2 separate regions of the Hordeum vulgare genome follow, and region 1 is linked to region 2. The links are chromatin contacts, called in public Hi-C maps. All regions are on one chromosome and are shown on one strand. Each heading gives the region's core, a stretch centred on a gene start, on an enhancer-like site or on the middle of the called end of the contact. The rest is flanking DNA. Distances are from core to core; before and after follow the strand shown.

What was found. A called contact is a pair of places that touch in the nucleus more often than the background predicts.
Region 1: a Hi-C map of seedling shows a contact between it and region 2, with 2.1 times the contacts expected there. The contact joins the promoter of LOC123397850 here to the promoter of LOC123395664 in region 2. A contact is called at or near these places in 2 of 6 Hi-C or Micro-C datasets (leaf and seedling).

What each region holds. Positions count from the first base shown.
Region 1 is chr5H:3,622,022-3,628,499 of MorexV3_pseudomolecules_assembly, forward strand. LOC123397850 (elongation of fatty acids protein 3-like) reads left to right here and starts at 5,023. Exons shown (of 1, transcript XM_045092380.1): 1 at 5,023-6,296. The coding sequence starts at 5,090. The coding sequence ends at 5,971.
Region 2 is chr5H:3,449,480-3,456,212 of MorexV3_pseudomolecules_assembly, forward strand. LOC123395664 (lipoxygenase 2.1, chloroplastic) reads right to left here and starts at 1,691. Exons shown (of 5, transcript XM_045090687.1): 1 at 1,052-1,691; 2 at 509-783; 3 at 1-265. The coding sequence starts at 1,430. LOC123452780 (electron transfer flavoprotein subunit alpha, mitochondrial-like) reads left to right here and starts at 6,261. Exons shown (of 4, transcript XM_045129494.1): 1 at 6,261-6,422. The coding sequence starts at 6,261.

The DNA.
Region 1 (6,478 bases), core at 3,773-6,272, 180 kb after region 2:
CGCAGCTCCGACTCCTCCAACTATGTCATCTCCGCCTCCGTCCACGTCGACACCCACGCGTCTAGTTTGGAGAAAAGTGTGTCCGTCGCTGCCCTCTCATGTTGGATGAACTTCCAGTCGGCCCCCACATAGGCCTCATCATGGATGAACTCGAGGATGGCCCGCTGCTCTGCCTTCTCGACCGATTGGACGGCCGGGAACTCCGCTTCCGCCTCCTCCATGTTGTAGCCCGGAGCCAGCTCCTCCTTCTCCTTCATCGCAACAAGATGATTCCCCTTCCGTCCTTCGGCTTCGGGGAGTCCGGAGGCTGACCAGCTGCGATGCGGGCGGCGCGCCTCGTCCAGATCTGCTCCTCGATCTGAAAGCGGCGCTCCAACGTGAGCGCAGCGTAGGTCGTCTTCTTATGTCGGGCCATCGCGAAACCAGACGTCACTGGACAAACGATGCAGCGGGAGAGAGGTGGTGGATGGGCTCGGGCTGATGATGCAAAGAGGAATGAGGTGGATGTGGTTAGGGTTGGGGGCGCCGATCGGAATAAATAGCGGATTTGGCATTGGGCGGCGAGCCGGAGCGATGCCACGCGGCGTTCACGCCCTCACCGTCGAAGGCGTGCGTCGGACCGTCGGGTTTCCATAATTTCGCGTGAGACCCCATCGTTAGTCCGATGTGGCGGTTGTGTTCGGGCATCCATATCTGCTCTAGATTTAGATTGTCCGTGAAGGGTGCCGGTCACCCCGATAGTTTAAGACCCGCTTGAAAAACTCGTCTGCATTTTTTCAAGACAAAAAAAAAATCGGCCGTCTATCCGAACGTTTGAGAAAGGTCTAAAACATCGCTTGTATATAGATGTTCTAACAAGAATACCAAGGCGGGCACGATCGCACGCACTCGATTCCTCTCGGAGTGAATCAAAGTTAGGGTTCGTTTTCGTCATCGTGTACAATCTCAGGTCGAAAATAGACTTGGCTCGATTCCGCTCGTCCCGGGACGTGATTCTTGAACCCGGTGGTGTCTGGTACTCCCTCTTTGTTTCTTTCTAGCTAGCACTCGAGATTTCTTCACACAGGGCACCGGGCCACCCTTCGAACTAGTTCGAGGCTAAATCTGCCAACCTTTCCTCTTTTTGGAAAGGTCCGCTAAAGCATCTGCATGAGGATGGATCTTTCTGTTCCGGCCCTCCGGCCGTTCCGTTCAGCTCCGACGACGATGACAACGACGACGACTCCAAAGTTAAAGTTGATATGGAACTGAACAGGACGAAACGGAACGGACGGTGCACGCCGAGTCCACCTAACCCAAGAAAGCGAATGACGTGAGAGCTCATGCTCATCCGCCAATCACTCGACGGTAGACTTTAGCCTGAGACGACGTATGCCGCGCTCGATCCCCGTGGACGATGTTTCTCAAAATCCTTTATACTCCCTTTGTAAAAAAATAATATGAAAACGTTTAGATCATTATAAAATAATCATTCCTTCGTCTTAAAATAAATGACTCGACTTTGTATTAATTTTATACTAAATTTAGTATAAAGTTGAGTCATTTATTTTAAGACAGAGGAGGAGTAATATATATACCAGTCGTTCACTTGTCAATCATCTGTCTCCTGCCCCCCAACCTCTGCTGGTGCTAGTATTATTTTACCGTGCCGTGCTTAATGTAATTTCTCCACTTTGCAGTGTCGTGCGTGCTTGATGTAATTTCTCTGTCGCCTTGGATTGTGATCAATATGATGGGAAGGATCCTAACCTTCTTCTACAGATCTCAATCATCAATCCGGGATAGGGTTCATACACGATCCTGTGATCCTGATATGGTCATATGATACGACTGGGTGCTTTATTTCTAGAGTCTTACAACTTTGAATATTACTTTAATGGAAACCTTGGTGCAGGGAAAATATATACTCCCTCCGTCCTAAAATTATTGTTTTAGATTTATTTAGATTAAATGTATCTAGTCACGTTTTAGTATTTTGATACATCCATCTCTACGCAAAACTAAGACAGTAATTTTGGAACAAAATGAGAATATTTTTGTATCCGCGACAATGTTACTATAATATTTTCTAATTAAGACGAAATAATCTAGGGCATCACAGCTGCAAGCCGAAGAACACTAATAATATGCATGCATGCATGCTTTATTAGATTCTTTGTGTGCGTGCCATCATATTCAGTTCCTTTTCAGGGGAACCTAGCTCACTTTCCACAAGACAGCTTCACAAAGCTACGTATAAGAGTTTTTTTTTTAAACCAAGGCATAATATTTGCCTCAACCATGCTACATATAAAAGTAGTACATGTTGGTAGAGCAGCTAGCACAAAATAAATCTTCCTTTAGGCACCAACCAGCTGCTATTTCTTAATTATATTTTAGGTGGTAAAGACTACTTGAAAAGGAAGGAATATGGATGTATTTGGCCGCAAACTTGAAATGAGGTGAACCAAATATTAATAAAGTAATATATACCTATAAATAAAGTAATAGTGAAAAAACTAATACCATATACCTATAATAAAATGTAAATTATAGTTCGCAAAAATTTTTGGGCCCCCTCTTATTTTAGGCTAAAGTTTGCTAATGAATTTAACTAATAAGATGTAAATTATATCTCATAATTTACATTTTGATAGTTTTGTATACTTTGAAAAAAAAATACAAATCCAACAATATACTTTGTGTATCACATAATTTACATTTTGTTAGTTCTGTAGATGGTCAAACTTTTCCCAAAATACAAGAGGCTCAATAAACCTGGACGGATGTAGTACTGTACATATTGGCTAAACACATGACATGCCATTAAAATATACTACTCAACTAGCAGCTCTTTTTTTTTTTTGCAGGGTACTCAACTAGCAGCTGAGTCTACTATTAAAATTGCTATGGCGGTGGTTGATGCGCTTATGTGGTGCTCCTAATAAAATAACTCTAGACGTTAACATCAGGTGGTACACACGATTTGTCTAAACCCTAAAAATATGGTTGGATGGATGAAAATTGTCAAATCCAAATAACTCGATCGGTGCCGTTAGTTTGGTCGTGGGTAATTCTTTTAATTGCCGTTAGGTTCCATCCTAGCAATACAATACACTGAACGAAGCTAAATAATTAACCTAGTCTAACAAACTAGTGCTAAATTAAGCATCAAACTCAAGTAAGCAAGCGAGCGAGAGAACGGGTCTATGTCGCGAATTCCTTTGTTAGTAGTTTTCCCTCAACGATAATAGTGTTGTTGTTTTTTCATGACGAATCAAACTTGAAATTACACCCGTTTCCTTGCATATATATAGTGTCCTATTTTCAGTGGACATTTATCATGTTGAGGCTACAGGGCCGGCCCTGGGCCCCCAAGTCGAGGGGTCCCCACCCAGGTACGATACCAAGTAGCCGAAGGACCTCTTGTCAAACAAAGAAGTAGCCGAAGGACCTGGTCAACACGTCCAGCTTGCCACGCTAGGTAACTTTGCATGCAAATCGCTCTGCTCAAACGGAACTAATGCATGTATAGCCCATGATTCTTTCCTTGTGTTCGCTATGATCTTTTCTAGCACAAGATCTTTACAATCCCCAATTCCCTATTTTGTTATTCCAAGTTCCAAAAGGCCTATCACTCCGATGTCGCCGATTCATGAATTGGGAGCGACGCCGACATAGATGAACTCCTTTTCAGGATGTAGCCGTTGAACTCACACATACTCACGTGGCTAGATTACAAACTTGGAGGGCCACCATGAGACGCAGCCCCCCTACTAGTAGTATTAAGGGCCCCTGAATTTTTGTTTTGCCCCGGGCCTCCAAAATCTCAAGGCCGGCCCTGTGAGGCGATATATGCATGCATAACTAGATCTTATGGCCATAAACAGACAATTTAGGGTGGTGGCGCGGCGGTGGTGATGGTGTGGACGGATCCCTCAAAGCAAGCATGCATGCAAATCGTGTTTCATGCATCACACCAGCCCCTCCTAGAATGGCCACCCTAACTTTAGGCAAGCACATTTCAAGACCCTTTCCCTTTTGTTTGCATGCTGATAAAGACTTTTTTTTCCTTTTATTACACGTTGATTGTTATCATGCATGCCCCTTTTCATAGCACCAAAGAAGATGCATCTTCTAAAAGTTCAACAATTCCGTTAAAGATATTTTGGAAGTTTTTCATGATCCTAAAATGACATAACAATAAAAGTCAAAGTTAATTAATTGAGACCACCCCTCCCCCGCCCCAGGGAAATAAATAAATGAAAATAAATTGAGACCCTATAAAGCTTGGAACTCTAAGCCTGGCTCCGGCTGTCCAGGTCCAAGCCCGCTAAAACCGAATATTTTAAGCTATTTTTGATGCAAAATAGGACATGAAGCAATTTTCCACACGGTTTCATAAATATCGTATCACAGTTTGGATTCTGGTAAATTGAAGAGACCAGAACACAAAGTATTACGTCTTTTATAGAGATATATAACTGTCCATCGACGATCCAACACCGAGTTTTGCGCCATTTACGCCTTTTAGAATCGAAAATATGATTTCACATGTTTTCATCGATAGCTACGCGACTATATCGACTCCAGCAACCACCTCGAAACACCAAGGCTCCGACATTCGACACCCATCGTGCGGGTTTACAATGAAATCTCATACTCCATCCGTCCGGAAATACTTGTCCTAAAAATAAATATAATTGATGTATTTATAACTAAAATAAGTCTAGATATATTCATCTCTAGGACAAGTATTTTCGGACGGAGAAAGTATAGATACATCAATTATATTCATTTCTAGGACAAGTATTTCCGGACGATGGAGTATGAGATTTTCTTTTCTCACCAACTAGTTACATATGTCCATATTTCAAAAATACCCTAGGGCCTTTGCGGGCCCGGCCCTAACCCGGGGTGAACGGGCCTGGGCCTGGGCCAGGTTGACCTGGTCCATGAAGTATGACCGACAAAGGAGAGGAGGCCGAGGCGAGTATATATATCCCGGCTCCCATTCCCCAAATCCCTTTTAATCCTCCGCACCGTACGACCGCAACAAGCTCCTCCTTTTCCTGCCTGCCGGCGAGCGACCGATCCGGCGGACGAGACCATGGCGCTCGCCGGCGACGTCGCCTACTGGCTGGCGGAGCACCCGGACATCGTCGGCTTCCGGTGGAGCCCCTCGGGCCTCTGGTTCTCCACCTGGGCGTTCCTCCTCGGCTTCCTGGCCGCGTACGTGTCCCTCTGCCTGGCCGCCGACGCGCTGCTCGGCGCGCTCCTCCGCCGCCGGAAGCCGGTCCCTTTAGGCCCCCTCCCGGCCGCGCACGCGCTCCTGATGGCCGCCGTCTCGGCGACCATCTTCGCCGGCACGCTGCTGTCGGCGGTGGCGGAGATACGGGACACGCGGTGGTCGTGGCGTGGCCGGAGCCGGACGACGCCGCTCCGGTGGCTCCTCTGCTTCCCGCCGGGGACGCGCTCGTCCGGCCGCGTCTTCTTCTGGTCCTACGCCTACTACCTCTCCCGGTACCTCCACGCCTTGCGCGGCGCGTTCGCGGTGCTCCGGCGCCGGCGCGGGGCCGGCGCCCGGGTGCTGGCGCACGCGGCGTCGGTGGCCATGGCGTTCCTGTGGCTCGAGTTCTCGCAGTCGTTCCAGGTGCTGGCCATCCTCGCCTCCACGCTCGCCCACGCCGTCGCCTTCGGGTTCAGGTTGTGGGCGGGCATGCTGCCGGCGGCGCGCGGGGCGTGCCAGCTCGGGCTGCTGGGGTGCAACCTGGTGTGCCACGCGGGGGTACTGTGGATGCACTTCGGCGGGGCCGTCGCCGGCGGGTGCAGCGGCATCGGGGCATGGGTGTTCAACACCATGCTCAACGCCGCCATGCTCTGGGTGTTCCTCCACTGCTACGGCGTCACCCGCGGCGTCCTCTGCGATGACGACGACGACGACGGCGCCTCCCTGCAGCAGCAGCAGCAGAAGAAGAAGAAGGAGATGTGAGAGGGGCGGCGGCGTGAGGTGATCACCAACCCAACCCAACCCAAAGAAACCATTGTAACATACATCCATTGCTGTACATATAGGTAGGCCGGCATCGGCATCTGGCATTGGCATCTCAATGAGATGAGATGACATGAGATGAGGAGGTGACTGCTGCTACAAACCAAACCAAAGCAAAAAAACAAAGATTCAATTTTAATTATAGAGATGTGCATATACATACATGCATAGATACATATATGCGTTCCGGGTTTGACGATTGGATCCAACACCCCCGATCGATGATGCTGATTAACTCGATTCCTATACTCTGTTCTTGTGTTCATCCATGTGATTGCAAGGGGAATTTTTCCTCTTTCTCTTGTTGCTGCTGCGCACATCTCCTTGTTTGATTGAGTTGATCCATTTGGCAGCTTGTTTGTTGGCCTGAACAAGCTGATTTCAGTGTGGCATCTTATTACGATCCCTGTCTGTCAGTTGGCATACCATCAGACAAGTGATGTGATG
Region 2 (6,733 bases), core at 441-2,940:
TCCTCTCCTCGGAAAACGGGTCTTTCTTGCTGCGAGGGCGGCCCGTGCGGCACCGTCGTGGGTAGGGGTGCTCCTTGCCACCGAGCACGGGCCGCGTGGTGGGGTTGTTGTCGTCGTCGGGGTTGCCCAGGTCATTGTACACGTCGTAGTCGTAGATGCGGTCGTGCTCCTTGCGCTCCCCGCAGCCGGTGCCGCGGAGGATCTCCAGCTCGCGCTTGCGCAACCCCTCCACGCCCTTGGGCGTCTGCGACGGAAGGTAAGAGTGCTGCACCACAAAAATATATATTTGGTTTATAAGCATGCATGCAATGCTAAAATCAGTTAATTATATATGGGATCAATGGTGTTTTCGATCATTACTTTACTTTTTAGTTATCTATAAACGATCTTATATATATATATATTAGTTTACAGAAGAGGAAGACAATGGTGTTTTCGATTGAAAACACAAGTATTTAGGTAGTCCATTTCTGAGACAGAGAGAGTGAATAAAGAGGGATCGACCGACCGCGGGAAAGAAGACACGCTTGTCGGGGGTGCAGTGCGAGGGGTCGATCCAGGACTTGCAGTGGAAGGTGACGGCGGACTCCTCCTGGCCGGTGGGGAAGACCTCGATGTCCCCCAGCAACATCTCGCTGTGGTGGTAGTTTGTGACCTGCACGGCGCCGATGGGTCCGAACGACGCCGGCACCTTGAAGGTCGCCTCGTACATGTCCCACTCGTCGTCCACTCTACCCGAGTGCTTGACGGCCCCGGAGATGGGCTCCCGCTCCTGCCCCGTTTCTGCACCACGCAAACATACTATATTAGTATCAATCTTTCCTTTCGATCGGATTTACCTGTCGCCTCAAACATGGGATGTATGTATACTTAGGGCTAAAACTAAATCATTGTGCGTGCATTCTTTGGACCTGGTTCGTAAGCCAACCGGGGCTAAAGACCCCGCTTGAAGAATCGGGACTAAATCCTCTCTGAAACCGGAACTAAATCTCTGTTTTCAACTAATGCATTAATGTACCTACAATGCAAGGGCGGGAGGATTGTGACTCACGTGGATCCAACTCTGAGCTGACGAGGTCGACGTGCAGCCAGGTTTTGAGGATGAGGTCGTAGAGGAAATCACGAACCCCGGCTGCCTTACTCATGTGCACCGTCACCGTGGCCTTCATCTCGGTGGCGTGCGTGCGGTCCTGGACGTGGACGTCCGGGCGGGTTACCGTGCCAACGGCCGCCCCATTGGAGTCGGCGGACAAGGTGGTGGTGGTAGTGGTGGTGGTGCTGGTGCTGGTGCTGCCCACCTTGGAGACGCTGGTGCGGCGGCCATTGCCTGGTTTCCGGCGAGCCTCGGGCACCACGAACGTCCTCCGCCGGGCCGACGACGACGGCGCGGCACACGCGCCCCCTACTAGCGGCTTGGTCGCCGTCAGCATCGTGGGTACGCTACGGTGTTGGCTATTGCGCTACGCGATGGGGCGGAAGGTTGCACCGTCTTGGTTGGTTTCGACCTAGCTAGACAGTGCAACCCTGCCCTGGCAGATCAGGAAAGGAAGAGGTGATGGAAGGATCTGATGTCGGAGAGAGTGAGCCCTGGGTGCCCTATTTATAGAAGAAAATACTCCTACATATGTATAGGGAGCTGAGACGACAGAGATGGAACAAGTATTTTGATGAATTCGTCTATTTTATGTGTGTATGTACGTATCTATCACTATCAGCCGTGCAGCTATACAGCGCATCTAGATCTGAGGTGCAGGTAGTACGTAGTGTAGTAGCATCTTGCGCTGTGGCTTGCATATCATATGTATCCTGGGTCCATGCAAAATATGTCATATATATGTGGGCTTGCATGCATTGCATGTGCGTGTGCGTTGGAGTGATAAGGTCCCCGCGGATACGTCCGGTTCTTGGTTTTGGCCGGTACCCGGCCGGCGTGTTCCCCGGGGAAACACGCAGGGAGGGAGGGAGGCGTGTGCCACGATTCCGCTCCAGTCCACCGGCGGAAGGACGGACGGACGGTGGCGACGCCTCTCGCGGCGTCAAGCGGAGGCGTGTTCCACGTTCGGCTCCCAGCCAAAATGTTTCCTGGGGGAGGAAAACGACCTCCCAGCTAGGCACAGCCCTTGCCATCCCCCATTGCCGCCAAAGGGGATTAATGGATGATGAACGCTTACTGCTACTCCCTCCGTTTCGGTTTATAAACATTGATAACCTAAGATAACTTAATTGTACACCAGGACGGAGGGAGTAATTAATGGGAATCCATGCATATTTACGGGCGTGTTTCAGACATCCAAAACCGCACGAATGCTGCGTTTCAGTTTCGTCCCGCTGAATTAAGCTTGCTTTCTTTCGAATTTCTCCGGTCGCCGATCTCGTGCTGGATATTTCGTCCGGCTGGATTCTTTTTTATCCGCATTCCGGTCGAATTTCCAGACCTCTTTCCGAGAGGCCTTCATTTTCAAAAAACACAAGGATCATTTAGAAATGTAGTCAGTAGGGTGATACGGGATTTAACCCTGAATCATAAGCTTATTATGGCGGCAGGTCCAAAGTGCCTATACCAAGGCCGCAAACGAACACCAAATGATTCCATGATGTTCCCACGAGTATCGGGAAGGTGGGGGGAAATGATCTCTCGAAATGAATTGAGGTCCCATTTACAGCCGAAGCTTTCCCGAACACAGCTCCACATGAATTTGGCCGCTGCGCGTTGGAACATTGGTATGATCAACGTCTTCCAGAGCCCCAGAAAGTGCACACGAGCCTTTCCCAGGCCCGTGTCATTTCTGAAGGTTGAGGTCCGAGCCGCTTTGCAAAGGAAGATACGGATTTTGAGTGGGACAATTGTAGACCAGATGGCTTTGGCATGGCGGATAGGAGGGCCATGAACAATTTTTGCGTAGATATATAGCTTTCACCGAGGGGCAACCCCATGCTTTAAGGTCCCAACGAATGACGTCCCTTTCATCCGAGAGATGGATCTGGCCTAGATCAAGTAGCAGGGCTTCATAGGATGCCCTCTCCTCGCTATTAGGATGAGGAAAAAATATTAATAAGTTTGGGCACATCAAGTCCTTCAAGTAGTGTTTATAATGGATCAGTAGTAATGATGAAGAGATTTGGATATTTGATATATAAAGGCAAAATTTATGAACAAAAAAACAGTGGCGAAGGCAGGAATATTTTTCAGGTGTGGCAGAATTTATGAACAAAAAAACATATATAATGTAACTATGCAAGAGCTCGCAAGAATGCTATCTATGTATAACTTTATGTTCAGAAAATACAACCGAAATGCAGAAGTTTTGTATTGACACTCAAAATATATATCTCACTAGATGGAGTTTCTTCTTACTCAATGAAAATTACATGGATGACCAATCACAAATTTATCGTCTATATTAACTACACGAACATAAAGCATATCTGCAAATTATAGAAACAATGGATAAATCATGAATTGAAATAGTATCATAGAAAACACATTATAGAAGTTCGGTTAGTTAGAAAGTATACATTTCCATGAGGAGGTTTTACTTTTATTAAGCAGACAGAGAAGTTTCCTGGTCAAAAGAGGTTCGGTTCTGTAGGCGTAATCTCTGGAATTGTTTTGCTAAATATTATCATTAGTAATTTTGTTACGTACAGGTTGTGTACTCTATTTTATAAGGGGCATGTCCAATGCACTGAAGCCACATGCTGAGATGGTCGGCTGGATGCATGGCTCAGCTAAAATCAAACACGTACTACAGGAGTATGCTAGTGTATTTGCACCAAATTTTAGGTGTGGCGGGCGCCAAATCTTGCCAGATTGCTGGCTTCGCCCCTGGTTATAAAGCGATTTAGTAAGCTAGAACTTTGTGTCGGCCCATCGCCAAACACAAAATGGGCACCCAAATGAAATATCTCTTTGCATTTCTGGACCTGATTCCATAACTGGGAGCCCCCATTTTATGTGAAGGATAAGGAGCTGCAAAAGTATCTACCCCCTCCGTTCCTAAATAACCGTAGTTCAGGAAAACTAGTCTGGTTCTCTTCAACTAGAATTTTTTTTTGAAGGGTAAAGCAACGCTTTATTAATCATAGGCCACAAATTGTAGAATACAAGATTGGTCGTGGGGTTGGCTCAACCAAACGTAGCGTCCCGGACCAAGAGAAAGAGAGTAGTTGGCTAAGCTATGTGCTTTTGTGTGGGCAATAAGTCCTTCAAAAGTAAATTTACAATCAAAATAACTCGATCCGAGCTTAATCTCATTGACTATGGCCCCATGCTTTCTCCGGCTTAAAGCCGCAATGTCTGGTACGGTTTGCTTGGAGTCCGATGAGACCAACATGCGCTACACGTGCAAGTCTTCCGCCAGAGCCAGAGCTTATCTGCACGCGATCACCTCCAGGATGGCGGGATCCTCGACTCCAACTATCACCAGCGCTGAACTTCCCAAAAAATTTCCATGTTCATCCCTGCATACAGCAGTTGTAGAGCCACCCCGTCCCTTCCAGACACCAGCATCAACATGGATTTTGATGCAGCCTGTTGGAGGCGCTCTCGGCCGTGCCCCATGCGTCTCCCGCGCCGAAACAGAAGGAGCCGATGGTGCCTCCCTTACCTCCAGAGCTTGCAGTTCAGCAATATATCTGTGGACAAACATCTGTGTACCTTGTGGGGATTGAAAGATACCTTCATGGATCGCTTTGTGACGTGAAGACCATAACGCCCAGAGAGTAACCGAGAAGAGGATAAATTGTTCATGTGACAGAGCATCCATGAGGGTGAAGAGCCATTGTTTGGCATTTGTTCAGTCGTTGCCAACACTTACATTGCTATTTCGTCATCCACAAGAGCCCATGTGCACCTGGCCACCGTGCAACTTATGAGTGACTGCCTCCATGAGTCCGAGGATCCACACAGTTTGCACCGCGAGTTATGTGACATATGCCCGTGGGGTCTCACATCCTCCATTGTGGTAGAGAATGTTTGGCTAGTCTCCATAGGAACATTCGAACCTTCGTAGGTACATTGGTTTTCCATAGGGATTTCCATGCCCTTCCTCCCCTGTGCTCGAGGAAACAGGGGACTGCTCCAGCCAAGCTTCACGGCGGTTCCCCATCGCCACCAGCTTGCAATAGGCAGATCTGACTGTGAAGTTGACATTTCTTTCAAAGTGCCAGCTCCAGAAGTCTAGGAAGTTCATAGTGGCGAGTGGCATGGACAGAATGCTCCGATCGTCCATGGGCATGAAGACTTGCTCAACTAACTGGCGATTCCAAGAAGCCATTGTATAGTCAATAAGTTCAGAGACTTTAGTAGGAGGATCCAGCACCTTGGCACCGTAAGGTCTCAGCATTTCACCTCGCGGCAGCCATGTGTCGCCCCGTATATTGGTTGTCTCTCCATTTCCGATTCTCCTGCTTAGTCCCTGTTTACACTACTAGGAAAAGGGCTATAGATGATATAGACACTAATGGCGCACCAGACAAGTAGTGCGCCACTCCTATATAGCAGTGGCGCACCAGACAAGTAGTGTGCCACTACTATATAGAAGTGGCGCACCAGACAAGTAGTGTGCCACTACTATATAGAAGTGGCGCACCATGTGGAGGTGTGCCATTAGTGTGATGGACACTAATGGCGCACCACACACTCGGTGCGCCACTACTATTTTTTGTGTGCAAAACTACTAATGGCGCACCACCAGCTGGTGCGCCATTAGTAACCAGGGTTACTAATGGCGCATTTACAGGTGATGCGCCACTACTATATTTTTTTTTTGCAAAACTACTAATGGCGCACCATCAGCTGGTGCGCCATTAGTAACCAGGGTTACTAATGGCGCATTTATAGGTGGTGCGCCATTAGTAACCTGATATTTTGGACAGCCACCTACCATCACTCCTTTGAGCTTGCGCGCTCAATGCCCACCACTCCCGCGTTCCAACTAACAAAATATCTCGAAATATTCAGATCACGCGCTCGATCTCTACTCCAACACCGCCGCCGCTCCAGATTCACCCTACCTCAGCCCCGCCGCCACCGACGAGGACGACGACCTCCTCCACCCCACCCCGGCCTGTCTCCCATCGGCGCCGGCGTCGGCGCCCCCACCCTCTCCCCTTCTCGATCTTGATCTGGTCAGGCGGCATGCAGATCAGCCACTGCCTACACCTCTATCCAAACCAACCGCCGCTGACCACCCACCGTCGTCCTCGACCAGCACGATCAATCAACCCCCTGTCCCCACCCAAATCGAACCTTCCCTGAGATGGCAATGGCAGCGCCGGCGAGCCCTGGCGAGGACATGGACGTGGAGGTGGCGGCCTTCCTGGCGTCCTGCGCAGCCTCCGAGTACGGCGCCGCCGAGGCCCTGCTCGACCGCCTCGATGCCCCCGCCTCCCGTGCAGCCGCACGACGCCTCCTCGGAGCCGTGCCGCTGCCTCGCGGATCCCGCCGCTGGACAGGACTGCCTCCGCCGCGCCTTCAACTTCCGCATCATCCCCGACGACCCGCGCCTACAACAACAAGGTCTTCTACTCCCTCCCTCCCTTGGCCACTAGTCGATTTATCCCAGGGTCATTCGGTGAAATTCACAGACTGAATTATCTGGGTTTCTTTGTTTTTCTTTTGAGGGATGATTTATCCACCAAAAGTTTACCAAGTAGTAATACTACTGTATACTGTCTGTTGTGAAACTTCTTCTACTATTTTCTTTCTTTTTCGCGGAAGCAATCCCGACTA